2 separate regions of the Mus musculus genome follow, and region 1 is linked to region 2. The links are chromatin contacts, called in public promoter capture Hi-C maps. All regions are on one chromosome and are shown on one strand. The core of a region is the stretch at or near the end of the contact, and the rest is flanking DNA. Distances in the headings are between cores, read along the strand shown. Region 1 holds the start of Prrt4 (proline-rich transmembrane protein 4). Region 2 holds the start of Ccdc136 (coiled-coil domain containing 136).

Region 1 (6,435 bases), core at 970-3,469, 220 kb before region 2:
AGGCGGGATGTGGATTCGGGAGGCAGGGAGGAAGCCCAGGGTGTAAAGCTGCCTTCAGCAGAGCCCCACTCTGGGAGGTAGTTCCCAGGGGACCCCACCAGCAGTTCCCAAAGGGGATCAGTCCTCAGATCGCCTTCCTCCTCTTCCTCAGACTCCTGGCCTAGTCCAGGAGAGAGAGGATGGGTCTCGGTGACAGGATTTCCCCAGACAGCAGCAGGTCCCCGGAGATGGAATTTGAAGTTTAGCCCCAGGTTGAGAGAGAGCATAGAGGCCTCACTCTGAGGTGGTGGGGTCAGAGTAGTAAGAGGGGCACCTGGTACAGAGGAAGCAGGCTGTGGACCCACAGGTACGGCAAGCAGGACCCAGCAGAACAGCCCCAGCTCCAGGCAGCTGCGGCCTGCCATGGCCCCACCTGGCTCAGCAACGCGGGTGGGCAGGGAGCTCACTTCTTCAGCAGCTCAGGGGTCCTAGAGGGAGAAGTGCTGGGAGTCAAGGCCTCCACCCGCCTCTTCCCGGATCAGATGCCCCAGGCAATGGCTCTAATCACAGAGAAGCAGGTGCAGGAACACAGGCAACGTGTTCTGCCTAAAAGAGGCATGGCAACTCTTCTTGCCAGCCCCCTCTCCACTACCTGCAGGCTCCAGGGCAAATCTCTTCCCTGCACACACTACCGCCATGCACACCCAGCCTTCCCACAAGGGGGCCTGATGTCTGACCAGAAGTCTGACTACAAGCAGGAGCCTCATCCTGAGCCAGAACAGAGGGAATCAACTTAACCTCCCAGAGGCAGATTCCCTCCCTCCTCACCCACCCCTCTACCCAGCTTTCTCCATCCCCCACCCCCCATCTCTCAAATATCTACTGAGGCCCACTGTATATCAAGCATCGTCCCAGTAATACAGTGGTAAAGAATGCAGACCCTTCCGGTTCGCTCCTGATCCCCACCTCCAGACCCAGCAAGAAACCACTGGTGCACAAGGCCCTCAGAAAGGGCAGGTCACAAGCCTGAGTGATCTGACCTGCAAGGCCATACAGCCAGCGAAGCAGGGTCCCGGGCCTAGCAGAGGCTCTCCGGAGCCTTTCCCCTCTTTCTAGGGGTTTGGCCTGCAGCTACCCTCCCCATGACCTCAGGAGTTTTTGAGGGAGGGACCATTAACCCTTTCTGGCTCCGTAGGAAAGGAGGTCAGGCAGGCAAGCTCGGTAAGGGGCAGCAGCTGCAGAAAGGCTACCCCCCTCCCCAGAACACATCTGGTGGGGGAAGGGAGAATGAACCAGGGACACACGTGCACCCAGTACCCTTACATCACACACACACACACACACAGCCGCACCTAGCACCCGTGACACACTCACCCACGCACCCTTCACACACTCCTGCACATATACACACTCCACCCTGATGCGCCCCTTTCCCTCCTACGTAGGCTCGCTCTCTCTCTCTCTCTCTCTCTCTCTCTCTCTCTCTCTCTCTCTCTCTCTCTCTCTCTGCATATGCAGTCAGCAACACACACAATCCTAACACACTGTACATATACACCACACACCATCATTTCTATCAACCCCATCTCACGCCCCTTACACACCCACCCCTCGCAGGCACACAAGCACACGCGCGTGCGCACACCACACTCCCGCTTCCCCAGTCCAGACCGACGGACCTGCTTCTCTCGCTCGGGCGAGTCCCCGGGGCCAACCCCCGGGAGAAGGGGCACCCTGGCTCAGGGGGCCCCAGCAGGGCAAGGCTCGGCGAGTCTAGCCTGTTCTCCGTTGCGCCCAAAGCCGGGACTCGAGCTCAGAGTCCCCGGATTCCCTTTGGCTTGCCGGGCGATCGCAGCAGCTGCCGGTCTGTCCCCGGCTGGGTCTGCGACCCGCAGCGCTCTTAGCAGGCGGCGGGCGGCCGGGCTGCGCTCGCGATCCGCACTCCGCTCCCTCCCCGCGGCGCCGCCTCCTGGCTGTGAGCCCGGCTCCCCGGCCCAGCGCCCGCGCCCGGGCCCCGCAGCTGCCGGGCTTCTTGCAGCCCTCCCCGCTGCCTCCCGCGCCCTCCCTCCTCTCCCTCCTCCTAGCCCGCCCGCTGTTCGCGGTCCGCCCCTACCCGGGCCGGCAGGCGGGCGCGCACATCAGCGCGGAGCCACGGCCACCTCGCTGCTCCGGCCCCACGCGCACTCATTCACCCAGCGCTGCCAATCAGCTGCGGGAGAGTCGGTGCCTCGTTCTCAGCCTGGCGCTGGCAGCCACAGGCTCGGAGGACAGCCCAACGCACACACCCACAAGCACGCCATTCCCGAGAAACACCCTCAGGCGAGGGCACTGGGCGCGCGCGCGCACACACACACATTCACACGCACACAAGTACGTGCACACATGCAACAGTAGTCTGGCATAGGTTAGTATCCCAAGCAATCAAAATCCACTCCGTTGAACCCTGGATAAAGACTTACTGCTCTCCCTTACAACAATGGGAACAAATGTGTTCCCATTTTAGAGATAGATAAGTCCCCAGAACTTATCAAATTGCTTAAGATTGCTCAGTTTGGCGGAGACTTGAACTCAGTCTTTCTGCTTGCCTTCTTCACCACCTGGTGGTTTGCAAACATACAACCACCGAGGAAGGCCTCCTACGCTTCTTCGCAGGCCAACTGCCAAATGTCAATCCCCATTCATAGCGTCTCCTTTTGCTAAAATCTCTCCAAAATACTCAGCTTCAGAAATATCTGTGGGAGAGAATAGTGAGACAAGCTGGTGTGCGAGGTGGATCACAATTTGTCTCCAATAAGACGTGGTAGAAGAACATAGAAACAAAGAAAGAGCACCCAGCCAGCCTCATGGCACTGCTAGCTAAGAGTACTGAGCAGTCGCTAAGCCTGCTGCACTATCTAAAGGCTGTATTGTTGACTGACAGGATTAAGTGTGGCTTGTTGGAGGCTGAGGCAGGCGGATTTCTGAGTTCGAGGCCATCCTGGTCTACAAAGTGAGTTCCAGGACAGCCAGGGTTATACAGAGAAACCCTGTCTCGAAAAAAAAAAAAAAAAAAAAAAAAAAGTGTGGCTTGTTTGTTAGTCTGGAGTCTCTAAATCCCTTCATGTTTTCTTTCTTCCAAAACGGTGAATTTGATAGAAACGTGCGTGCGGGCGCACATGCGGGCGCTCGCGCGCGCGCGCGCACACACACACACACACACACACACGGAGGGAGGGAGAGAGGGAGGGAGGGAAATGTCTTTAATTCTGTCACTTGGCAGGCAGAGGCAGAAAGATTGAAAGTTTGAGATCAGTCACACTCACAAATTGATACTCTCTCAAACAAACAAACAACTCCAACCAACCAACCAGACAGACAGAAAGGCTGACAGACCAAACTGCAAAAGACTTGCCCATTTTGCTGGGTGTGAAGACAAAAACCCAGCATCACCCTTCAGGTGGTAAAGGCAAAAGGATCCAAGTTCAAGACTGCTGTTGTTGGCCATGGAGGGATTTTTGAGGCCAGCTCAGGCTACCTGATAACCAGCCTCAGTAGACAGGTAGACAAAAGTGAGCTAGTCCTGCCCCAGAAAGCAGAGACATAGCATAATATTTTGGTCAGGGGAAGAGCAGGCAATGTGTTGCAATTCAGAAAGGCATCTGAGACTCATTTTTGGATCACAGAACTCATGCCACCAATAGATTCAAGATCAAATTGGGTCTCCCACCAAGCTCTCAGAGTCCGACTGTGAATCTGGGATTTATCCTGAGTCTCCAAACAAAACACTGGGAAAGCCGTGCTCTAGGAGTCCCTAAAGGAAACCACTACTCTGCCCTTCTCCCCAGGCCACTGGGGGCTGCCTAGAGGCAGTGTGTTAGGATTCAGACTCTAATTTTTTTTCATATGTTTTATAAACGCTATCCCACCGGAGACATTTTCTTTGAATCTCCCTCGTAGAAAGCCTCATTTCTTGCTAATCATGTTCATTTAAAGACTTCTAAGTGGAAAGGCAGAAATAAACATATCCCAGCACATTAAAATTGCAATCTTCCATGACAAAGCAGGCTTATTCCCAAGAATGATATTTTTACAAAGATATTGAAAAGGGGAAGTCAGGACTCTCGGTTAAGATGGTGGCTGAATTCATACCTCTAATTTTACTCCCTCCCAAAACCCTATTAAAATGTTATTAAGAAGACCTCAGAGTCAATTGATAACTCTTCAGGGATGGGGAGAGCAGGAAGGGGCTCGAGCAACAGGGCCTTTGATGCAGGATGGCTGGCAGGGGCACAGTGACTGACTTAGCCACCCAGAGCAAAAAGCTGTCTCCACCTGGCAGAAAGGAAGCTCAGAGTCAAGTTGATTTACATCACACTGTTCTCAGAAGCTGGCAATCCAAATGCCTCAGGAACCGTGGGAGCATAGGCTAAAGGAAAGACCAATCAAAGCACAGTTCAACTCCTAGGTCTCTTCCCTAACTCCAAACCACCAGGAAGCGGGCCATCCATCCCATAACCAGCAGGACCTGTGGGATTTTCCTTTGAGAAGAAGATGTGCTACACTGGCAGAGCCTCGGGCATCCTCTGAACTGAGGCACTGTCTTAGGGTTTTGCGCTGTGAGCAGACACCATGACCAAGGCAACTCTTATAAGGACAGCATTTACTTGGGGCTGGCTTACAGGTTCAGAGGTTCAGTCCATTATCATCAAGGCAGAAACATGGCAGCATCCAGGCAGGCATGGTGCAGGCAGTGCTGAGAGTTCTACATCTTCATCTGAAGGCTCCTAGCAGAAAACTGACTTGGTAGCTAGGATGAGGGTCTTAAAGCCCACATCCACAGGCCACACCTACTCCAACAAGGCCACCCCTTCTAGTAGTGCCACTCCCTGGACTGAGCATATAAAAGTCATAACAGATACCTTACTGAAAACAAAGGGATTTAGTGTCCAGGGGTCATTGGAATGCTGAATGCAGAGAATCCCAGCCTTCTCACACAACCAGGTCCCTTTTGTTCTTCAGGCTGGAGACTGGAAAGCTCTACTCTGGGACATTCCACAGCCAGAGAAGAAATAATCAATGAAGCCAACATAGGAATTCTTCAAAGCCAGCTCCGCTGGATCACCACACAGTACCAAACCCAACCTGGAAGATCAGAGGGTTTTTGTTTGTATTGTCTTTTATAGATAGGATTTCTTTGCGTAGCCCTGGCTATCCTGGAACTCTATGTAGTCTAGGCTGGCCATGAACTCACAGAGATCCACCTGCCTCTGCCTCCTGAATGCTGGGATTGCATGCACATACCACCATGCCCAGAGTTATTGACCAGGACTTCACTCCCACCCTCCAACTTTAATCTTGATCAAAGGACTTCAGGCAGGGAAGGAGGTAGGCTAACTGCAGATCTTCACCTTTCCTTCAGCTCCCCCAAAATCAACCCCTCAGTCACATCCCCAGCTCTGTAGCAGACCACCTGCTCCTGTTTCCCACCACCGACCCCCTTCTCCAGGGGGTCACAAACCTCACCCCCCATTCCATTCATTCCCAACCCCAGCTAGCATTCCCTGGGAACCTCTAGGTCACCCCAGCCAGGGAAGCAGATAGGCCACATGTAGCTATTCACGTCTCCCTCTACTCCCCCAATTCCATGCCCCTAATCTCATACCCAGATCTTCAGCAGACCACCTGCCTTTACTTCCTCTCTGTCCCCATTCCTTGGGGACTAAACAGGTCCTGGTGGGACACTTTTCTCCCTTCTACAGAACCCTTAGCCACTTCTTAGCCCATCGCCATTCCTAAGTATCAGCTCCCAGTACATAGAAACACATTTTACCCAGAACCCTCAGTGACCACACCTAACAGGATCCCAGAAGAATTTCCTATCAGGCAACACACAGCCATCATGCTTTAAGTACTAGACGGGAACAGGGAACAACAACAACAACAAAATCCAACAAAGACAAGATCAGATATCAGCATCTAGAATTGTAATCTTCCCAAACCCAGATGCCTAGGTGCCAATGTAAACACAATCAGTAACTGCCAGGAAAATGTCTCCACTAGAGGCCAACAACTCTGCCACAGCTGGTCCTGAGAACTGCAGCATAGCTGAAGCACAAGAAAAGGGCCTTAACACAGCCTTTATGAATATGATAAAAGTCCTCAAAGAGGAAATGAATAAACCCCTTAAAGAAATCTATGAAATACAAACAGTGGAAGGAAATGAATAAAAACAGCTCAAGACCTGAAAGTAGAAGTAGAATCAATAAAGAAAACTCAAATTGAGGTGACAATCTGGAAATGAAAAGCTTAGGAATTCAAACGGGAACCCAGAGGCAAACTTCACCAACAAAGTATGAGAGATGGAAAAGAGACAGACTCTCAGGCATTAAAGACACATTAAAAAAAAAAAGTATAGCCTGGTGAAAGAAAATATTAGGTCTAAAAAATATCCTGGCAAACATCCAAGAAATCTAGGGC
Region 2 (6,898 bases), core at 2,239-4,738:
TTAAGTCATATAATTATTTCTCACACATCTCCAATTTTAACCATTATACATAGGCTTAAGATGGCAATCAAGGAATTCTCCTTCAACGTTTACTCAGCGACACAGTTTTATCTTTATGTGGGCACACACCCCAAAACCATTTCAGGTTGGATCTGTTCTTCTGCTCTTTCTAATCAGATGCATTGGGAATATATTTGTCTTTTTAAAAAAATATTATTATTGTAAGCCTAGCCCTCAATGGCTGAAACATCTCTCCAACCTCTTTGGGAATACATTTGAATAAAAAAAAAAACTTGATAATTGTTAGAGATGAAGAAATTGAAACTATTGTTCAAAGAGTAGTGTACACGTAGCCTGATGTAGGCAGGGGCCTGAGGTGTGTGTTGTTTGAGGAGGGTTGTGTATACATTTACACACAGGTAAAGGCACTAGGCTGCCAAGGGCATCATTACAAGACAGAGGGAGTGTGCATAACTAAACCCAAACAGGGCCCCAAGTCGCTACACTATTCCCTGTCCTAACCTACTTCAAATTTGAATCAAATTTGGCCTGATATTAATTGTCCTGGAGAGATGGCTTAGTGAATAAGAGCACTGGCTGCTCTTCCAGAAGACCTGGGTTTGAGTCCCAGAATCCACATGGCAACTCACAATCATCTGTAACTCCCACTCCCAGGGGTCCAACGCCCTCTTCAGTCTCTTTGCACACTTCACACACGTGGTGCACAGATATAAATGCAGGCAAAATGCCAGCACATATGCAAATAAGTCATCTTGGAAATATAGTTGTAAAAAAGTAACATTACTGCTGGGAGAGGGAAAGTCAGTTTCCTTAAATGATCATAGCCCCCCAGGTGGGTGGTCCATACTCCAGGGCAGGCCCTGCTCCCAGGGTAGGAGGACAATACAAACTGGACTCCATTTAAAAAGAAAAGAAAAGAAATACAAGAAGACAACTCAAAGCTGGGGGTAGGGGAGTGAGGTGATGGTGAAGAGGGTGGGTGTGGGAGGAGTGGGGACTCAAATGCCTTCATAAAATTCTCAAAGAATTAGTGCAAATGTAAAATTTGTTTCAAAGTAAGATATAAACATGGCTGGGGATGTAGCAAGGCAGCAGAGCAGTTGTCTACTAGGCAAAAGGTCTGAGGTTCAATCCCCAGCATTGCAAGAAGAAAAAGATCTGAGCAGTCTGGTGTGCACAGGAGTGTTACACTAGTCTTTGGACTTTACTTTTCTGTATGTTGCAAATGCTCCTTTTAAAAATGCTTTAATGGTTACTCTGAGCGTCTAGAAATAAGGGTAAAGGGGGATAAATGGCTGCATCAGTCCTCAGAGGGGATGATCTCCTGGGATGGGATTGGGGGTAAGGCTGAGTCTTAAACCCTGGGGTTACAGGAGGATTAACCCAGATCATCCCTCTCAGCTGATCACCTGGGGGACACACCTGCCATGCCTGCCCTTCAGACACATCCCTGACAGCCCTGCCCCCCATAGCTGCTAAGCTCTTTCTTCCCTTCTGCTCCCTAACTTCACCCTCATCTCAACCCCATGCTGATCTGAATAGGGTTTGCCTCCCACTAATAGACTGGTTCTAGTCTCCCTTGAGCATTCCCTGAGATCAATGGTGAGTGATGGATCACCTGCACCCAGGAACCAGCTTAGTCCTAATGCTCAAGATCCAGGCTCTCCTAGAGAGAGCTCTGACTCCTGAATGTCACAACTGACCATGGCGACTGTCTTTCTGTTCACCCACTGCCAACTGCTAGCCTGACCTGCTGCTGAGACAGAACTGGAGGCTGCTGCGCTGGGCAGAACCACTGAGCTTCCAGAACACTTCCCTTTAGCTCCCCCCATGAGAGCTCATTTCATCATCTCTAAATATTGTACCTTGCTACCCAAGTCTGGCTTGATGATCTGCAAAATAGTAAGCTTGCCCGGAAGCTCTTCTCTGTGGCTGGATCACTGTAGCCATGGGTCTAAAGTGGGAGCTTGACCTCTGGGGAGAAGGTGAAAACAAATAATTCTTCATTTTTCTGATTATCAGGCTGGGGGTCGGGGGGAGGAATTACTACTGACTTCTGGACTTTTTTGTTTTGTTGGTTTTTGGTTTTTGAGACAGGGTTTCTCTGTGTAGCCTTGGCTGTCCTGGAACTAACTCGGTAGACCAGGCTGGCTTCTAAATCATATAGATCCGCCTGCCTCTGACTCCCAGGTGCTGGGATTAAAGGTGTGAGCCATCACTGCCTGGCAGACATCATTGTTAATAGGGAACGTGAGTTTAAATTCATGAGTTAAAAATCTGGGATAAATGATGAAGGCGTTGTTAACTTAGTCGGAAGCTCCATGTTACTCATTTACTCCATGAGTCAGGTACTTTGATACTGAAGATACAAAGATAACTAGGATACTTCCCAACCTTAACAGCAGGCAATACTCTGATGCTGCCCAGAGGGTCAGAAGAGCACAGCAGGAGAGTCTAAAAAAAGGAAGGGATGGGGTGTCTGGAGAGTAACTCTCAACACAATGCTGAAATTACTGATAAGCCTGAGATGTGCAGGGAATTGCTTCATTCCTGAGGAACATGGAGGGCTTGAGAGCCCAGTAGCCTGGGGAGTTGAACCCAGCCAAGCCATGCCCAAACTTTAGGAGTGAGAATACATGAGAAAGAACTGGTGTGAGGTACCAAGCTTAGAAATCTCTCCACGATTATAACTCGGGGAGCAGATTCCTGAGTATCCACTTCTGACCTAAATGAGACCTGCTGAGATGTCAAATCTGCCTCAAGACCAAGTTCATCTCTTGAATAAATAGATGAAAAGTTGAAAAAAAGCTTCGTGGTTTCCCACATTTCTTGTTACAGGGAACATCAATGATGCCCACACTGCACAGGTCACAGAGGGCGTGGCTCAAAGGGCTGGGAAGAAAGAGGGACTTGGTACACTGGGAGGAGAGCTCTGGCTGGGTGGGATTTCGGGGAAAGCAGTGATGTACCACCACCTAGCACTTGGCACATGCAGGTCTCAACTATCCGCCAGCCCTGCAGTAGCTCTGGGGCGCTTGAGGCTACCCGGAGGGATGGGTTCTGTGGACTGCGGGGATGGGGACGCTGGCTCTGTGTGGGAACCAAGGAAGTGCGCGTGTGTTTGCGCATCTGCAGGAAACAGTCCATCCCCCCCCACCCCCACCCCCCCCCCGGTTCTATCATCCGTCAAGACTAGCCCCTGAGGTCCCTAGGCGTGGCGGACCCAGGGTGGGTTCTGCAGCCAGAACCAAGCCATGCTAGCACTCCTTGGGCGCATCCTCAAGACCCGGTAGCTCACGTCCGCTTTTCAGGCGCAGCAGACCTGAAGCTGCCTCGGACGAGCCTGGGGCACTTTAGTGACGTGTTTTGAACCTCTTTTGCTGGTCCTCACTGGGTCTGGAGCCGGGGACTGGGGGAGGGTTTCCGGGCGGCCACAGGCGGGCACTCGCGTCAGGTGGCCAGGCCAGGCCCCGCCCTCTCGGCCCGCCCTCTCTCCTCCCTGCGCACCGGGCTCCCGGTCCCCGGCCCGGAGGCTGCGGCTTCTGCTCGGGAGGCGGCGGCGGCGGCGGGAGCAGCCATGGAGGCAGGCGGCGGGGCCGGCGCGGGAGCCGCGGGCTGGAGCTGCCCTGGCCCAGGTCAGAGCGGCCTCTCTCTCAGCTCCCTATGCTCCTTCCCCCTACGGCTCTCCTTCCTTCTGACCCCCAGGTGCTCCTGGTACTGAGTCGGCTCCCTTCACCCTGGCCTCCACCGGATACTGCTCTCCATCTTTCGACCTGGGTTGTCCCTTCCCAGCGGTCACTCCCCAAGCGCTCCCCAGTTAGTCTCTCCAGCCCGATTGTGTTTCCAGCTCACGAGGGGGGCGGGGGAGTTGTCTCTAGAGCCTGCACCCTTCTAGTTCATCAAAGCTCTTGACCACCGGGAGAGGGTGGGGTGGGCGAGGTTTGGTGAGGGAGGGAAGGGGAGAGAAAGAGAAACGGCCTAGTTTAGAGCCCCTTCTCTCCTCTCCTGAGCCGGCCACCCCTCCCTTCTCTGCTTTGCTATATAGGATCCTCCCAAAACCTTCTTTCCTAGTTCCCACCCTACCCCTCTTCTTATGCCCCAAGCTAAACAAACACTCACCCTCTTCTGTCTGAGCGAGGGAGAGGAGCCGGGAACAGGGGTGCTGAGGTTGGGCCGCGCCGGACTGGGGTCCCCTCCATAGGCATGAGAGGTGGCTGAGGGAATAGAATCACAGAGCTGGGCAGAGTGAGTCAGGCTTCTCCAGTGTGATTGCAAATTCCGGGGCTCCCATATAAGAATGCACGTCCCTTTCTTTCCCCTCAGCCCCAGGCCCCTCTATTCCTACAGTTCTTACTTTCTCCCGGCTCACAGGACCCACAGTAACCACTTTAGGCTCCTATGAGGTATCTGAGGGTTGTGAGAGGAAGAAAGGCCAACGCTGGGGGTCTCTGGAGCGCCGTGGGATGCAAGCTATGGACGGTGAGTTTTCTGAAAAAGGCTTTCTATCGCCCTACTCCGTAGCTCCCTTCTTCCTTCCCTGACCCCAGAACTCTGAGCCAGAACAGGGCCCTCCCCTCACTTCATCTCAGGCCCCTCCTCCCTGGTGGCTGAGCTCCAAGCCTCCCCTGGGCTCAGGCATTGTGGGAAGTTTGGGCACATCCCTTTGGGGCGCCAATCACCCAGCTAACCAGGTTGTGTGTCCCGGGAAGCTGCCAGACAGAGAGAGGCCCTGCTCAACCCAGCCTGGAAACAGGCTTTCGGCAGGGGGCTTGTTCTTCTCACTGCCTGCTGACCCAGATCCCAAGCTGTCTCTTATTTTTAAAAGCCAGGACATGGGCATGAGAACTGTCTATCTGATGCCACCACCGTCAACTCTGAATGGAACCCTGCAGCTTTAGTAAGAACGTGCTTAGGAGAGGGCTAGATGGAGTCTATTTCCCAACAGCACTCGCGTGTAACAGGGCAGGCAGTACCAACACATTATCCAGGACTTCTTGTGAAGTGTCCCCAGGCCCCTCTGTAGTTCAGCACAGGCCTTCCCTAGAGACTAGATGACATAAGGGGTCTCAGATGAACCGTATGCTGTTGGTGTTAGAAAAGGGAAGGAAGGCCAGAGACCCAGGATTAAAAACAAAGCAATCCCTACCAAGACAAGATTGCATTGCAGTGAAGAAGAAGAAGGAGAAAAAAAAGGTGTTCAGGAGTCTGAACATGAGGACCAGTACCAAATTAGTTTTTCAAATGTGTCAACAGGACTGGAGAGATGGCTTAGCAATTGATCAGTTCCCGGCACCCACATCGCAGCCCACAGCTGTCTGTGACTCCAGTCTTAGAAGCTCTAATACCCTCTTCTGACCTGAAAGGGCATTGCCCTCCCATGATGGACAGACACACATGCAGGGAGAGCACCCGTATGCAGTAAATAAATAAATGAGTGGTTTAGAAGAGTGTGTTAAGATGGCAGACTTTCTTTGAGATGAGTTCAGCCTGACAACTCTCAACATCAACTTGGGTCAGAAGGAAAGAGATGATCCTTGTGGTACCCAACAGGGAAACAACAGGTGTAGAAAAACCTCAAAAAGATATTTGACAACATGCATTTGAAAGGGTTCCAAAATGGATGCAGTAAACAACTCCGCCTAATGTTTCCTCTTCTATCTACAGACCAAGCCAGTGTTTTCTTATTATGAAACGGCTAATACCTTGCAAGCCACCTAGGTTGTTTTTCCCCCAAGCTTGCTTCATTTGGCCTACATAAACAGCTGGTGTCTGAATGTCTGAATCCTTTCTTAACTCCTTGTCCTACTACCCAGAGTTCAGACTACTAGAGCCAGGTGTCCTCATGCAAGCTTCTTGTAGCTGAGCCAGCACAAGGCTGCTGGACAGGCAGGAGACGTCCAATATTAGGCGTTTGGAAGCTGGAGAAGGTGCATCCAAATTTGACCTACCAGAGCCTGACCATGAGTTAGGTTCTACCCAGGGAACCTCGGGGGACACCAGGTGACACTACTCTGCAGACCAGGCCCTGGGGAGGTAAGGTGCAGGGTTCTAGATTGGGCACTGACTGTGTGGTGGGATGGTTGTCTCTCCTAGGGGAGGTGTTACTTCCAGCTCTATATGAGGAAGAGGAGGAGGAAGAGGAGGAAGAGGAAGAGGTCGAAGAAGAGCAAGTAGAGAAAGGAGGCAGTTTGGGCTCCCTTTCAATGGGCAAGCATCGGGGCCTGAGCCTGACAGAGACAGAGCTGGAGGAGCTGAGGGCCCAGGTGCTGCAGCTGGTGGCAGAGCTGGAGGAGACCCGTGAGCTTGCTGGGCAGCATGAAGATGACTCCCTGGAGCTTCAGGGTGAGCACCCGTGACAGGGCACAGGGCTTGGGCCCAAAGGCTCCGTGCTTCCCCGGTTCCAAACCAGATGTTCCTCTCACTGCAGGGCTCCTGGAGGATGAGCGGCTGGCCAGTGCCCAGCAAGCAGAAGTATTCACCAAGCAGATTCAGCAGCTCCAAGGTAACTGCCCCCCAAGTCTAGACAGAGGGAAGTGGCCACCCTAATCAATCACACCTAACTCAGAACCTTTCCTCTCTCCTTTTCTTTTTTTCCTCGCCCCCCCCCCCCTCTTCTCCTCTCCCTCTGCTCTCTTCTTTCCTTAATTTCCCATCTTTACCTATCTACATGGCGATCCCAACATCCTCTCTCTCGCCTTCCTATCTTTTCATCTTCTCTCTCGGGTTCATCCTTTCCCTCTCTTCTTCCTAGTCTCCTCCCTCACCCACATGCCTGTTTACTTTGTTCTGCCCAGGGCCAGGGATGTATAATCAAGGTTGAGTTCCAGGCTGTATTTCTCTTTCTAGTCCCCACCAAGAGCACCGCAGGGACCCCCTG

The links. Promoter capture Hi-C pulls out the DNA fragments that hold promoters and counts their contacts.
Region 1: a promoter capture Hi-C map of embryonic stem cells shows a contact between it and region 2. The contact joins the promoter of Prrt4 here to the promoter of Ccdc136 in region 2. A contact is called at or near these places in 6 of 39 promoter capture datasets (the C10 cell line, embryonic stem cells, hippocampal neurons and 1 more), 3 of 115 datasets of contacts at active chromatin or transcription factors (embryonic stem cells and pancreatic cancer cells) and 4 of 9 other capture datasets (adipose tissue, embryonic stem cells, liver and 1 more).

Annotation. Positions count from the first base shown.
Region 1 is chr6:29,177,365-29,183,799 of GRCm38.p6, forward strand. Prrt4 (proline-rich transmembrane protein 4) reads right to left here and starts at 2,220. Exons shown (of 5, transcript NM_001101443.1): 1 at 2,093-2,220; 2 at 1-467. The coding sequence starts at 404.
Region 2 is chr6:29,393,087-29,399,984 of GRCm38.p6, forward strand. It overlaps Ccdc136 (coiled-coil domain containing 136), which reads left to right and starts at 3,489. Exons shown (of 18, transcript NM_001347071.1): 1 at 3,489-3,656; 2 at 4,393-4,500; 3 at 6,115-6,363; 4 at 6,449-6,523. The coding sequence starts at 3,599.